Linked DNA regions of Zea mays: regions 2 and 3 are each linked to region 1. The links are chromatin contacts, called in public Hi-C maps. All regions are on one chromosome and are shown on one strand. Each heading gives the region's core, a stretch centred on a gene start, on an enhancer-like site or on the middle of the called end of the contact. The rest is flanking DNA. Distances are from core to core; before and after follow the strand shown.

Region 1 (4,386 bases), core at 1,365-3,864:
TAGATACCAACACTGAATAGAACTTGCTGTTACTGCTACAACTAGCAGTTATGTTTTCCAACTTCTTTCGAGCACTCTTTAGTTTTAAGTTTCTCTCATAAGTAATTTATTTCAAATAATCTATAGCTGACTTAGCTCTTTATTAATTTATCTCCGTTGCAGTACTGAGTGTGTAAAGAGTGAAAATTGTCAGTTAAATAATGTAATTGTCACCAAGAATATAATATCAACAAAGTCTATATCAAAACAATATGGATACCAGAAAATGAAGTATATTCAAATGCCACCAAGAATGGAACATCAGCATATTCTGAATCAAGAAAATAATGCTACCGAAAAGCACGACAAATTTTGGAAGAAACAAGCATGGTACCTCATACAGCGAACCGGTGGCCTCCCCTGGTAGGAATATGCCCTGAAGAATCATTCTATCTGGAAACTGAACTCGTATGACTGCTTGTTTATACTTCTGTCGAGCAGCCAATGCGTGCTTCTCCTTGTAAGACTTTGGTATCAGCAACCTAGATTGTTCTAACCTTTCCCTCCTCATCTTTGCTTCATTCCTTATCTCCTCACCACTAAGCTTGTAAAAGGAATCTGGTACATCATTTTGTGGCACAGAACTCCCGGGAACAGAGACAAATACTCGAATCTGTAAATTTGACAATGCATACTGTAATCTTTTGGAGTTCAGTTTAATATCTTATTTGCATTTTGAAGATAGTTCATGGCAGGACAGCAAGCAACAACATAAACATATCATACAATGTACCAAAATAAATATCAGAAATGATCAATGACATTGTAAACATGAATATCAGAAAACTAAAAGGAGGCCATATGTATTAGTCAGTCCTGTCTGTGTATTTCTTTTTTTTTCTAAAACGCGCAGGAGAACTGCGCATTAAATATATTAAGAGGACAGAAAAAGGTCTAAAATAGATCTAAACATCCAAAGAAAAACCACCTTACGGTGGCCAAAAACGAAAATACACAAAATGATCCATCTAGAAAAAAACGACTAGGAGCCGCCAAAAACTAAGTCCAAAATGTGCGCAGACCTCCCGCGCCTGCCAGACACCACCGATGAGTGTCGTCTTTGATGTTTTGAATAGTCTGACTGCTGCGAGGAGTAGCCCCCTCGAACGCACATTCATTCCGTTGTTTCCACAACCACCATGCCACCAGCACAACAAGGGAATTGATCCCTCTGCGCTGTACAGCAGGGATCTTTTTCTGATATCCCTTAATTTATAGTTATTGTCCCACTAATACCTCAAGAAATGGTTACACATTTGGTAAGACATACGATCTTCCAGGTACATGCCTTTACAATCTTGCACTGTTCTACACTTCTATGTTTATGCTAACAGCAAATTTTTTGAGATAATAGTTCAAAAGGTGAAATATGTTATAACTGACTATTATTTCCTAAGTCCTAATGAAGCTAGCTAACAGCGCAACGAAACAAGCATAAAATTGGCAGTTCATGTAAAAATGGCATGACATAAGTAAATCAACCAACCATACTGTGCTGATTGATGGTAATGAAAGCTTTGTGTTAGCCAACCAATTAAAGGCCTTATTATCAACGGAACCCTCTTCTTACCTGCCGATCAATTGTCATAGCACCGTCCTGCAGCACATCAGGCACATTGCTGCAACTCTCCTTGGCCTCAGCCTCCACCTTCCCTGGAGCCGCAGAGGAGTGTGCCCCCTCGAGCAGGAGGAGGGCCCTCCTGATACCGTTGAGCCTGGCGTCGCTGGGCACTTCGTCCATCACGGCGAAGGGCTCCCCGCCCTCATCCCCGACCCTGAACCCGACGGCCTCCAGGAGCTCCGCGCCGCCTTCTCTGTCCGCCACGGCCTCCTTGATCCGCGGGTTGCCCAGCCTCACCCGCCTGAACTTGTCGTTGCTGGGCTCCCGGAGCAGGTTGCCCAGCAGGCGTTTGACCACTTCAACGGCAGCGGGCGGCGGGGGTGGGTCGGCAGCGAGGTACGCGGCGGCGCGCGCGCGGGCGCCCCCCGCGGACGCGAGGCAGCCGTCGAGGTGCTCGGTGACGGCAAGCTCGGAAGGGAACGCGTCTTCGCAGCTGGGGCACGCGATAGTGGCGGCGGCCGCGGTGCCATTCGCGACGGAGCGGCGGGAGGAGGAGGAGGAGGAGGAGACGAGGGGCGTGTACGGGGTGAAATCGGTGGTTGAAGTGGGCGGGGGAGGTGGCGAGGGCCGCTTAGGGGCAGGCTTGGGGTTTGCGCTAGGGTCTGAGGGGCGGGAAGCGGGGTGGGAGGAGGAGGAGGAGGGGGAGGGGCCGGAGCCGAGGACGTGGGAGGTGCCCTTGAATGAGGACGGGGTCCCAGAGCCGGAGGAGGTGATCTTCTTCATGAAACCCTTCATCTTGTCCTTCATCATGGCGCTGGAGGCGGAGGAAGCGTAGGCGGCCGCGAACAGATGAGATTGGAGCGTGGATGCGTTCACGCGGAGTGGACGACTTGGTGGTGGATGTTGTCGCCGCGGGGACGAAGCAAACGAGGAAGAACGAAGTAGCAATAAAGGCGAGAGCAGCAGCAGTGGAGAAGCAGCTTGTGGAATCGTTTGTTTGTGCGGTTGTACTCATGGAGTAGCTTCGAAGGCATCTTCTCTCCTGACCTGACTGTATGGCGGGCCGCAATACCTTGCTCGACTGCACGGGCTGGTGCACTGTCAAAGCCCGGTAGTGGCATGGGAACCAAAATGGGCCTCTAGCGTTTCTCACGCGTCGGGATTCGGAAGCCATGGCGGCATGCCACTGAACAGAAGCAGCAATGCCATTCACAGTTTCACACCTAAAACCGTGTTCAGCAGTTATGTCTCAAAACATTGTTTTGTATTATATACTGCACTGTTCACATACAAGGTTGTCCCTACGTCATGTTTAGGACACGTGCAGGGTGGTATCATCATACATTAGTCAGCTAGGACGCTCAAAACCAGGCCCGACCCTGAGTAGGTGCGAGTGGTGCTGCTGCACCAGGCCTCCAAAAATCAGAGGGCATCTACATACAACCTACTATATGTCATATATATTAGTCTATAGTTTGGCCCAAAAATCTATTAATCAGGTATGCAATCAATCACTCATGCTCTAGTGCCTTCTCCTTGACCGCTCAACGTTTCTATGCCTCCAGGCGAGTAGTTCGCACGCACATGCGGCAGACGGCCAGTGACCGCTCCCGAGTCACGAATTGTTGGCCCTCGCCCTCCACACATCAATTGCTCCCTCTGCCCCGCAAACACTCGGATAAGCAAACCGATCGCCGCCCACCCTAGGCCTATCGTCGCGCTTCAGTTGTAAAGAATGGAACTCCAAACTAGTCCCTAAATCCTAATAGAATGTTCTTGTGTTTCTGATTGTATCAAATTCGATTTGACTTTAAGGACATCATCCTAATGTTTTTATTGCTTCTTTGAATCCTATTGACTACGCCTTGACTGCCGCATAAGCTAAAAAAAACTTTTCTAAGTTGAAGCTATTGAATAACTATTTGAGGTCACTAATGTACTAAGAAATATTAAATGGTTTGGTCTTTGGCAACCTTTTGCATTGAGAAGCACCTGTTGGATGGTATTGATACTGACTCTATCATCACTGACTTTGCATCTAGGAATGTTAGAAGAAACTTTTAAATGACCTCCGTGTTATAATTTTGTCAGTATTATAGTTGCAATTGTGTATAATCTTGTTATGTTTATTGTCAATGGGCCCCTATTTTTGTCCCGTCCAGGGCCTCCAAATTCTCAGGGCCGGCCATGCTCAAAACCCTTGTCAAAAAAAGACACTCAAACCTGAAAAAACACAATATTGTATCCGTGTGAAAAATGTTTCAGATAATATATCTCTAATACTACAGCTGTCCAAAAGAAACAAGCTATCGCAAGCATTATAACTAACGGGTTAATTCTGACAAATGGTTAGCTTCCGGTTCAAAGACAGTGGAAATAAAATTCTATTTCCATTAAACATGTTCTTCTGAAGTTGTGATAGTAAAGGCACTTGCCAAACAATCATATCACATATCCATTGAACACATGCTTAAAATAACAATTGTAAGCACACCCAGACAATCCAAATTGACGCAATGCTGACTATTTAGGATGAACTATAGGTAAAAAAAAATAAGTGATAAGTGATAACTATACTACTAGAGTTCTAGTTCATTTTCCAACAGATACATACAAACCTCTCCTACCAAAATAACATGTATGCTTTAATGATCCTGAACAAAGCAGCAGTACAACCTTACTATCATAGTTCAGCAATTAGCACAAGGCTTTTAAAAAAATAGAGTCAAGCCACCATGCTAGAACAATGTGGCAACTGGCAATATTTTGACAAGCCGTCCAGCACA
Region 2 (4,352 bases), core at 638-3,137, 180 kb before region 1:
GACTTGCAGCTTGCAAGATGCCAGGGATTGGTTTGGAGATGGCAGACGAAGGTGGAGAAACGTGTTGTGGTTTTTGAAACAGCATCTGTGTTGCATGCAAAACCTCAGGCGCTGTGACTTTTGCTGGAGCGAGAATAGGAGCTTCTGGCTTACGGGCCACGGGGGCTGAGCTTGGAAGAGACCCTCTGCTGGCTAAGAGCATGAGCTCCTGAGCCTGTGGAACGGAAAATGTCAATGAAGGAGCTTAAATGCAAAGCAAATTAGCATCAAAATGGAAAGGCCATGAGAAATTATACCTTCTCAGCTGAGACGTTGTCGAATACGTTGACAGAACCAGCATAGAAGATCGTCAATTGTGCTGTCTTTGGCCTCACCACATCCCTTCACAGGCAAAACAAGCAATGTTTCAGTCGATACTAATTCCACAGCCACTTTTATAAGTCACTGTGGTAACAGCAGATAAACCAGGAGTACCTTGTTCCATAGAAACCAACAGTAGAACTGGCCGCAGCGTTGTTGTTGATGGCAAAAGGCGGCTGCTTGAACGCAGTACCGTTCGGAAGGCTAGGCGAGCTCTGGACCCTGAACATCGGACTGTTCTGGTTGAACGGCGACGAGACCGGAGTGACTCTAGCCCCGTTCAGCGCATGCTGCGTGCGGTGCGCGGCGGCGTAGTGCGTGCTGTCGGGGCCGAACGACCTCTGCAAAAGCATCATCAGAGGCCCGAAAAGGGACCTAGATGTATCAGTAAAAACTCGGAAGCTGACATGGACCAGAACCAAGAAGGGCAGCCGCGCAAACCTGGTGCGTGAGGATACGAGGGGCCGGGTTCTTGGCGCCGTCGAAGGAGGAGAACTGGGGGAACGAAGCTGACCGGAACGACATCAACGCCGGGGCGGCGCCGGGCTTGCTAGCGAAGGACCAGTCCATTGCCGGGGCTGCTGCTGCTGCTCCTGCTCCGCCGAAGTAAGCTGGGGAGAGAGATTGCACACATGCCTCTGACAATCAGACGCCGGCACATAAATACACACAGCAAAGCAAGAACCCAGAGATGGATCCGTTAACCATCCCCATCCCACACGAGCGATCAGACTACTAGCAGCTCGAAATCAACTAACGACACGCGCGGCTGTCCGAAAGGCTCGGCCAGCCTCTCCCGGAAACATCGTCGCTTTCTTCACGTATTAACTCTCCCCACAATCGAGCGTACACGGCAGGCCGGCCGTCAAAAGGAATTCGGCAGGCATGCCAGCCAAGCAAGCCCACACTCTTTGTTGCGAAGATAAAGTAATCAGCAACAAAACACACACAGAGAAAAGAGAGAGAGAGAGGAAAGGGACGCTTGAATTTCGCAGCGCACCCATGCCGCATCTCGCCGCACCGAATGGAGCGAACCCAACCCCAGCACGGCAAGAAACTAGGGCACGGCTCGGTGCGGGCACAGATCAAGAAACGCAGCGCGGCAGGCGGCGAAAGGAGGCCGGGAGCATACCAGATTCCTCCGCGCCTGCCTCCTCCTTGTGCGGGTGCTGCTGCTCCTTGCCGATCGCGGCCAGGAAATCCCTCTCCATCCAACTGGACTCCGGAAAGGAGGCACCAGATTTTGCCATGCCCTCCCGAGGTAACTGCTGGTGGGTGGAGTGGAGAGACAAACAGCGGCAGCCCCCTCCAGGCTCAAGCAAGCTCTGTGAAGCCTCTCTCCCCTCAGCTCCTCGCCTTCTCGTCCGCCCCTCCACTAGCTAGTGATGACGGTGCGCGGCAGCATTGAAAATTCTCCTCTCTCTTCTCCTCTCCTCTTGTAGTTGTAGGCCTGCCGTGTGCCCGTGTGTGCTATTTGTGTTTGTTTAATGGCTTGCGCTTCACTTTTTAATTGAAAACGAGGGCATTAGGAAACAAAAAAATAATTAAAAATAGGAGTAGGAAACAAAAGAAATAAAGGAGTGGTTCGCGTGGCGACTAGGGGCCAGCGGGCCCGGGCCGCGGTGACCGGATCGCTCGCGTCGTTCTCGGCGGGGCCCGCGCCACGTTTACCGGTTCCCCCGGTCGAGTCCCCCACGTGGTACGACACAACGTCCTTCCTGCTGCACTCTGCCTGGTTACGTCGAACGCCACTGACATTTTGGGCGGAGAGGAATGGAACCCCGCATGTCGGTGGAAGAGTGTGCGGCGACCGAGCGTCCAGCGTGGCTCAGACGCGGTGGGCGGGTCGTTGATAGGACGACACGTGTCCGGGAAGGAGAGCGCACGAGGTGAACCGTGGTGGGCGGCCAGTGGCTCCCGCGGTGGGGCCTCGGGATTCTCTGCGCGGGGAACGGGTCCCACGTGAGTTCTGCTCCGGACCACGATTCACGAGGCCACCGAACTTTTTACATTTTAACCTTGTTTTAGGACCGTTTGTTTTCTCGTTAAACTTTAGCACTATATTTTTTTCTTCTGAAGTTTAGACGCTAAAGAAACAAACATGTGACAAAAAGTGTTGTGCTAAAGTTTAGCATATATTAGCACTTTAGCTCAACCAAAGATGATAAAACTATGCTAAAAATAGTCTCCAATCCTATTTTGCATGGATTACCCCTTTCACTCTCCCACCATTGGCCGCCGCAGTTGATAAAGTTTAGCACTTTATCCAAACAGTCCTCAAGTGCTAATGTTTAGCACATGCTAAATTTTAGCAGCCGCTAAACTTTAGCACTAGAGATATAAACATACCCTTAATTTTAATTTCGTATCTCTAATACAACTATTAATGTGTTTGGATTAATGGTATCTTACTCATTTAGTATATGGCTATATGCCAGGTAGAATGAAAAGCTGATGTGACATGTGAGTAAAGAGGAAAGAGAATAAAGATTTTAATAGAGATGTCGCTCAGGCACGATTCATACTCTTGTATACATCTAACATTTAATAATCCTGTAAGACTATTGAACATCAGATGATATTATAATTAGGACAACTATATCTTGTATAGCAACATATGATTTGGCAAGTTGTATATCGTGATAAGAAATAGTGGGTTAGGAATAGCCTAAGGCTACTCCAAATAAGAGTTTCATTGTGTTATTCTTAATATTGCGCACCATCAAGAATGAGATGAAAAAAGAATAAAACATGCAAAAGTTTTAGTTCATGATTTTACATGCTAAAATGTCAATTAAATGTTGCATCGAAATGACCAATAAAAATGTATGAAATGAAAAAAATTGCTCTCAATGGTGGTTTCATGTGTTTTTCAATAACTTCAAAATAAGTTGATATTGTTTCATGATGATGAAACTATGTCCATTCGTTTCAAGATAAATATGGTGTTATGTCATCCAAAAATCTGACGTGGCAATCTAACTAATGTTTGAAAATTCTCACGAAACTACTACTCAGGATAGCCTAAGAGTCAACACTATCACTTATGGCATCGAAGTTATACGACTTAACGACATAGATCATATTGTTGAGTTATTACACCATAAATAGCTTAGACACCACAATGGCTCTAACGTGGCGCCGAAGTTGGCATCAAGATATGTACGCTGTGTATGATGTAGAGGTGTTGAGCACTAAATGTGCCTGGCGGACGGTCCGTGGTCCGCACTATCCGTCGTAGAGGCGCAAACCGTCCGTGCGTGCGCAGAATCAGTTAGGGTTCCAGATTTCTTATGAGATTTGTTATTAGTTAAACTTATGGATTAACTCGAGAACCGACTTGTAACGGGTCTAGACCTCCCCCTTTATATAAATGAAGGGTCACGGTCGATTGAACCTCACACAATCAATCCAATCAATTCTACTTATCATCTTTACCTTATGCATCAGGAGTAGCCCTAATTTAGCCTTCTTCTACCTCAAATCTTCACCTCTCTTCGGCTCTACGTCGACTAGAGGCATCTTGGGTGGCTTATCGACTCTAAGACACACCCTAGGATCTCTCCCCCTGATGGAGTCCCTCCTGGGAAGTGAGATCTAGGTCTGTTGCGAAGAAAACGACACTCTACGCCATTGCAAACCGTCCAGACATACTCAGAGAAGGAGTCGCTCATGTGCAGGTCACGGACCATCCGACCCAGGGTCACAAACCTTCCACGCCTCCGTAGAGAACACCGCCAAGCAGTTCATCTCTTGGTGTTTGGCGCCCAGATCAGCGCCAACACACTTTTTGGCGACTCCGCTGGGGACCAGTGTCTAGATCTACTAAAAATCAGGCCCTCAAATGGTCAGTTCTAAAATTACATTGATATTCCCCAGACAATATCCTTAGGTCGGCTATTGAAAGCCTATCAGCCAATGAGCAACAGCGATACGAAGACTACATGTGTCAAGCGAAGGAGAATTTCTTGTCACAATTCACGGTGGATCGT
Region 3 (4,280 bases), core at 52-2,551, 240 kb before region 1:
ATACGCGCCCTGACCACGACGCTTTCATGGCCCGCCTAGAGCTCCTCCCACCGCCACAGCCTCCGCCGTCGCAAGGAGGCCAGCCCGGGCGAGGTGGCGCAGGCCATCGCCATGTTCCCCAGATCCTGTTCCACAGCGTCGCCTTCTTCCAGGTACACCCAGCTCTCGCCTTCTTCAGGCACAGCTCCAAGCCGTCAAGCGCCACCCAGTCCCGATTCCCTTCACACCGTCTCTCGCCCTATCCTATCTGACGGTCCAAGACTCTGAGTTTGCCGTGGTGAGTGTGCTTCACTGCTTCTCTAATTCCTCCCGTTGCATTGGTTCGATGGAATATGGCGCTGAGGAGGAGGCGGCGACCGATGACCCCAGTAGCAGCGGGGGCACCAGGCGTTGGGCGACTGAAGGGGAGCCCGAAGCTGACTGTGGATGCGGACATGCGAGATATGGCGAAGACGGCCGCGTGGAGCGTTAGTTCCTACAGGGCTGGCAACGGTGTCACGGCCCTGCACGACAACAACCTTGACACCTGCCGACAGTTAGTGACAATTGCTCATCGCTTTTATTCTTTGTTGAATTAGTTGAAGCTAGAAGGTCAGAGTTTTTAAAATCTACGATTTGGTTTCAGGTCTGATGGGGCTCAAGTGTACAGCCGCAAATGGTGAACATCCAGTTCCAGAAGAAGTTGCAGGCGTGTAGCTGCAGCCTGCAGGTGCCTGCTTCAGTACAGATTCTACTCCCTTTGCCTTGCGATTCGATGGTTTTGAGATTTAATTAATTCTATGTCGTGCGGCAGCTCGTCGTGATATACGTGGATTTCAAGCTCGAAGAAGTGCTCCACTAAAAATGAAACGTTAGAATTCAGCTGAGCATCTTACTCTACATTGCAGCAAACTGTGACGTGCTTTGCTGAGTTAGATTAGTCTGGCATGCTTGAGTTTCCCATGGTAAAATTATCATTCATTTGCATTGTACTTCTATTTTTTTAAAGAACTTTGCCATTTGTTCATACCAAACCGGTCTATTTTATGTGTCTACTTTGAATCGCACTAAATTAAGTTTATTAATGCATTCGGCTAATGTAGGTAGGGCGCCGCGAAGCGCGCCTCTTTTTCTAGTAAACAAAAGCGCAAATGGAAGCCGCTTCACGTAGCAGCCCGTGCAAAGCAAGCGAAAGGGACCCGCGAGCAGCGAAGCAACCAGGCCAAGCGCAACACGACCTACACCGTGGGGCCGGCCATCCAGGAGACACGCGTATTCCGTCCTGGACAAAGGACCGCATCCACTTGCTAGCTCGCTAGTCATTACCTGATTTCGCCGCGGGCGTCGTCGTCTTTCTCCTTCCTCGTCCTTTATAAAGGAAGGTGGCAATGGCCTTTCCCTCTGCACCGCCAAGTTAGCTTGCCTAGCCACATCAAAGCAAAGCTAGCTACGGCCAGCTTTGGCGATCTGCTTGCTTCTCTCTGAGCGTTTCTTTACAACTAAACCAACTGAGCAATGGGGAGGCAACCGTGCTGCGACAAGGTGGGGCTGAAGAAGGGCCCGTGGTCGGCGGAGGAGGACGAGAAGCTCGTCACCTTCCTCCTCACCAACGGCCAGTGCTGCTGGCGCGCCGTGCCCAAGCTTGCCGGTGAGTGAGCGTGCCTGACTGACCATCCCGCTTCCATCGTGTTAATTAATTTGGCTCATACTATTAGGCTTCCATGCACGCTAAGACGCCAACGACATGACGATGAACCCACTTTCTCTCTCTCTGTATAATGGGCAGGGCTACTGCGGTGCGGAAAGAGCTGCAGGCTTCGGTGGACCAACTACCTGCGCCCGGACCTCAAGCGCGGGCTGCTGTCGTCGGAGGAGGAGACGACGGTGATCGACCTGCACGCGCAGCTGGGCAACCGGTGGTCCAAGATCGCGTCGCACCTGCCGGGACGCACGGACAACGAGATCAAGAACCACTGGAACACGCACATCAAGAAGAAGCTGAGGAAGATGGGCATCGACCCTGCCACCCACAAGCCCCTCCACCCACAGCCAGCAGCTCCTCCTCCGACTCAGCAGGAGCAGGACACGGGCGGGTCGCCCGAGGAGGAGGGGGAGAAGGCCGACGCGGTCATGATGGCAGCAGCTACGCCGATTATCGGGCACGAGACGGCGCCGTTCTTTACCGACGAGGAGGAGATGCTGGCGCACCTCCTTGACGACATCGACGACTTCCCACCCGCGGCTTATTCTCCCGACGACTCTTCTTCGCCCTCCTCCTCCTCCTCCGCGTCCCGGTCGTCTCACTCGGCCTCCGTCGTCACAGCGCCGTCGTCGAGCGGAGCTGGTGGAAGCAGCGTCGCCGACGGCGAGCGGCCGCTGCAGATGGTGGAGTGGCCTGAGTCCATGTGGCTGGACGACGACGTGGTGCCCGGCCTGGCCACGACGCCGTGGGAGTTCGAGGACGACAACCCCTTCCTCGCCTACCAGAGGAACAACGCTCTGTTCGATCACCAGCTGGAGGCATGGAACAACGACGGCAGGGTCGAGCTGTTCTGAGGCGCTGAGATGATCTACTTCTTCCTCGATCGTCATTAGATTAGATGTAGTTAATTAATACGTCATCCCCGGCCTACGATCGAGCAGTTCGCGTTGCACAGACCAGAGCACTCACGGCCGTTGAAAATAAGCAAGAGAAAGAGATGAAAGTGGTTGCACGCCCGGTTTCTTGGTTTTCTAAAACCTTTGGCCGGGCCGACCACAACTTGCAAAGGAACAGTTGGAGAGAAAAAAAAATGTTCGTTAGCAATCTGCCAGTGCTGTTTGGCATTGGAGAACCCTTCCGTGGATTGTTTATTGGACAATGCAAGACCCCTCTACGTACGTTGAAAATGGGAATAATAAAGCCAGGCCACTTTGTACCGAATGTCTAATTTCTACTAGAAATCAAGGCGTTCCGGTGGTTCTCATATTACCCTTTAATTTGACCCGCTGCAGGCGTGCTGCTGGCTGCTGCTGTTATTCAACCCTGATAGAGACTTGAATTCGTTCGATCTGGAAAGGAAATACTAGGGCCAGTTTGGTAACCCCAATTTTCTAAATTTAAGGAAATTGAAATTCACGGCTAATAAAGTAACTTGTTTAGCTTTGAGTATGATATTCCACCACTTTACAAAGTTCAGATATAAGACTATTTCAAATTCATGGGTGGAGGATAAAAATGATTTTATGTATTAGTGTAGAATTTGTTTTTACTCTGTAACTTATAGAACGCTCTTCGACTCGCTCATCTATACTAAAAATATAGCAGATAAATATCTCCAACATTTTGTTAAAAATAGTATACAGCTATATTTTGCATAAAATGAATTATCTTAACTGGTATATGGTTAAATTAATATTATTAGAATGGAATTCAATTCTAATGATCCAAACTAATGATCCAAACGGGATAACGCCGTTTCCTATGATCCTCTTTCCTCGGTGCCGTTTGATCAGGAAAGAAAATCTTAGGACTAATTCGGCAACCCTATTTTTCTAAACGATTTCTATTTTACCAAAAATATAAATTAATTTCTTTTTAGAAAATGAAAATCTCTTGTAAAAATAAGATCGTCAAACTAGCTCTTAGAAGAACGAAAGTGCGTGGGTTACTACAGATTCCATATAAACTCAGCAAGCATTATTTAGGGCATGTTTGGTTTGATGGCTAACTTGCCACACTTTGCCTAACTTTTCTGCCTAAGGTTAGTTCTTCAATTCAAACGACTAACCTTAAGTAAAGTGTGACACATTTAGCCACAAACCAAACAGCCCCTTAGTTTACCGTGACGCAGGGGTACGTAGCTAGATTGTGCATGTTACTTTGGAGATCGAGACGAGAGAGACGCGGCTGTGCAGTGCTGTGTGCATGCGTGCTCGCGGTGCTTCTCCTCATATATATTATTCTGGACACTTCCACGGTAGGCCCATTGGATGGCCGCCGCGTGTTGCCTCCGACATTTGTGCTCCTCATCATGCCATGCAGAGAAACAAACAGCGGGTCTGAGATGGAAAGCGCGCGCGGGCTCTGTCCCACAGTCCACTTGACGGCAGCCTCGAAAGGGTGGCCGCGTGTCGATCGACGTGGATTTGTGTCCGTGGCGAGTTCGGAAGGGGTCAATTCTATGGCCCATGACACGTTGACACACTTTTGTAGCATCATTAGTGTTTTGTTCCTGTCTATATATATAAAAGCGCGCACAAGTTGACCCTTGTAATAACATGTAATTTATGGCTTTATATATACGTGATTGGAATGGAAA

What was found. Hi-C and Micro-C count contacts between places; a contact is called where the count stands out from the background.
Region 2: a Hi-C map of leaf shows a contact between it and region 1, with 6 times the contacts expected there. The contact joins the promoter of LOC100273108 here to the promoter of LOC103632724 in region 1. A contact is called at or near these places in 10 of 25 Hi-C or Micro-C datasets (bundle sheath, ear, endosperm and 3 more) and 2 of 3 datasets of contacts at active chromatin or transcription factors (leaf and seedling).
Region 3: a Hi-C map of leaf shows a contact between it and region 1, with 3 times the contacts expected there. The contact joins the promoter of LOC111589758 here to the promoter of LOC103632724 in region 1. A contact is called at or near these places in 3 of 25 Hi-C or Micro-C datasets (ear, leaf and tassel).

Annotation. Positions count from the first base shown.
Region 1 is chr7:113,584,313-113,588,698 of Zm-B73-REFERENCE-NAM-5.0, forward strand. LOC103632724 (plant UBX domain-containing protein 2) reads right to left here and starts at 2,615. Exons shown (of 3, transcript XM_008654466.4): 1 at 1,610-2,615; 2 at 374-652. The coding sequence starts at 2,410.
Region 2 is chr7:113,401,534-113,405,885 of Zm-B73-REFERENCE-NAM-5.0, forward strand. It overlaps LOC100273108, which reads right to left and starts at 1,888. Exons shown (of 7, transcript NM_001147557.2): 1 at 1,493-1,888; 2 at 802-971; 3 at 475-701; 4 at 297-381; 5 at 1-214. The coding sequence starts at 1,610.
Region 3 is chr7:113,344,446-113,348,725 of Zm-B73-REFERENCE-NAM-5.0, forward strand. It overlaps LOC111589758, which reads right to left and starts at 1,302. Exons shown (of 2, transcript XM_023300650.2): 1 at 1,088-1,302; 2 at 877-949. The coding sequence starts at 1,302. The coding sequence ends at 877. LOC103632720 (transcription factor MYB20) reads left to right here. Exons shown (of 5, transcript XM_008654463.3): 1 at 1-535; 2 at 626-709; 3 at 794-944; 4 at 1,083-1,627; 5 at 1,766-2,958. The coding sequence starts at 1,495. The coding sequence ends at 2,535.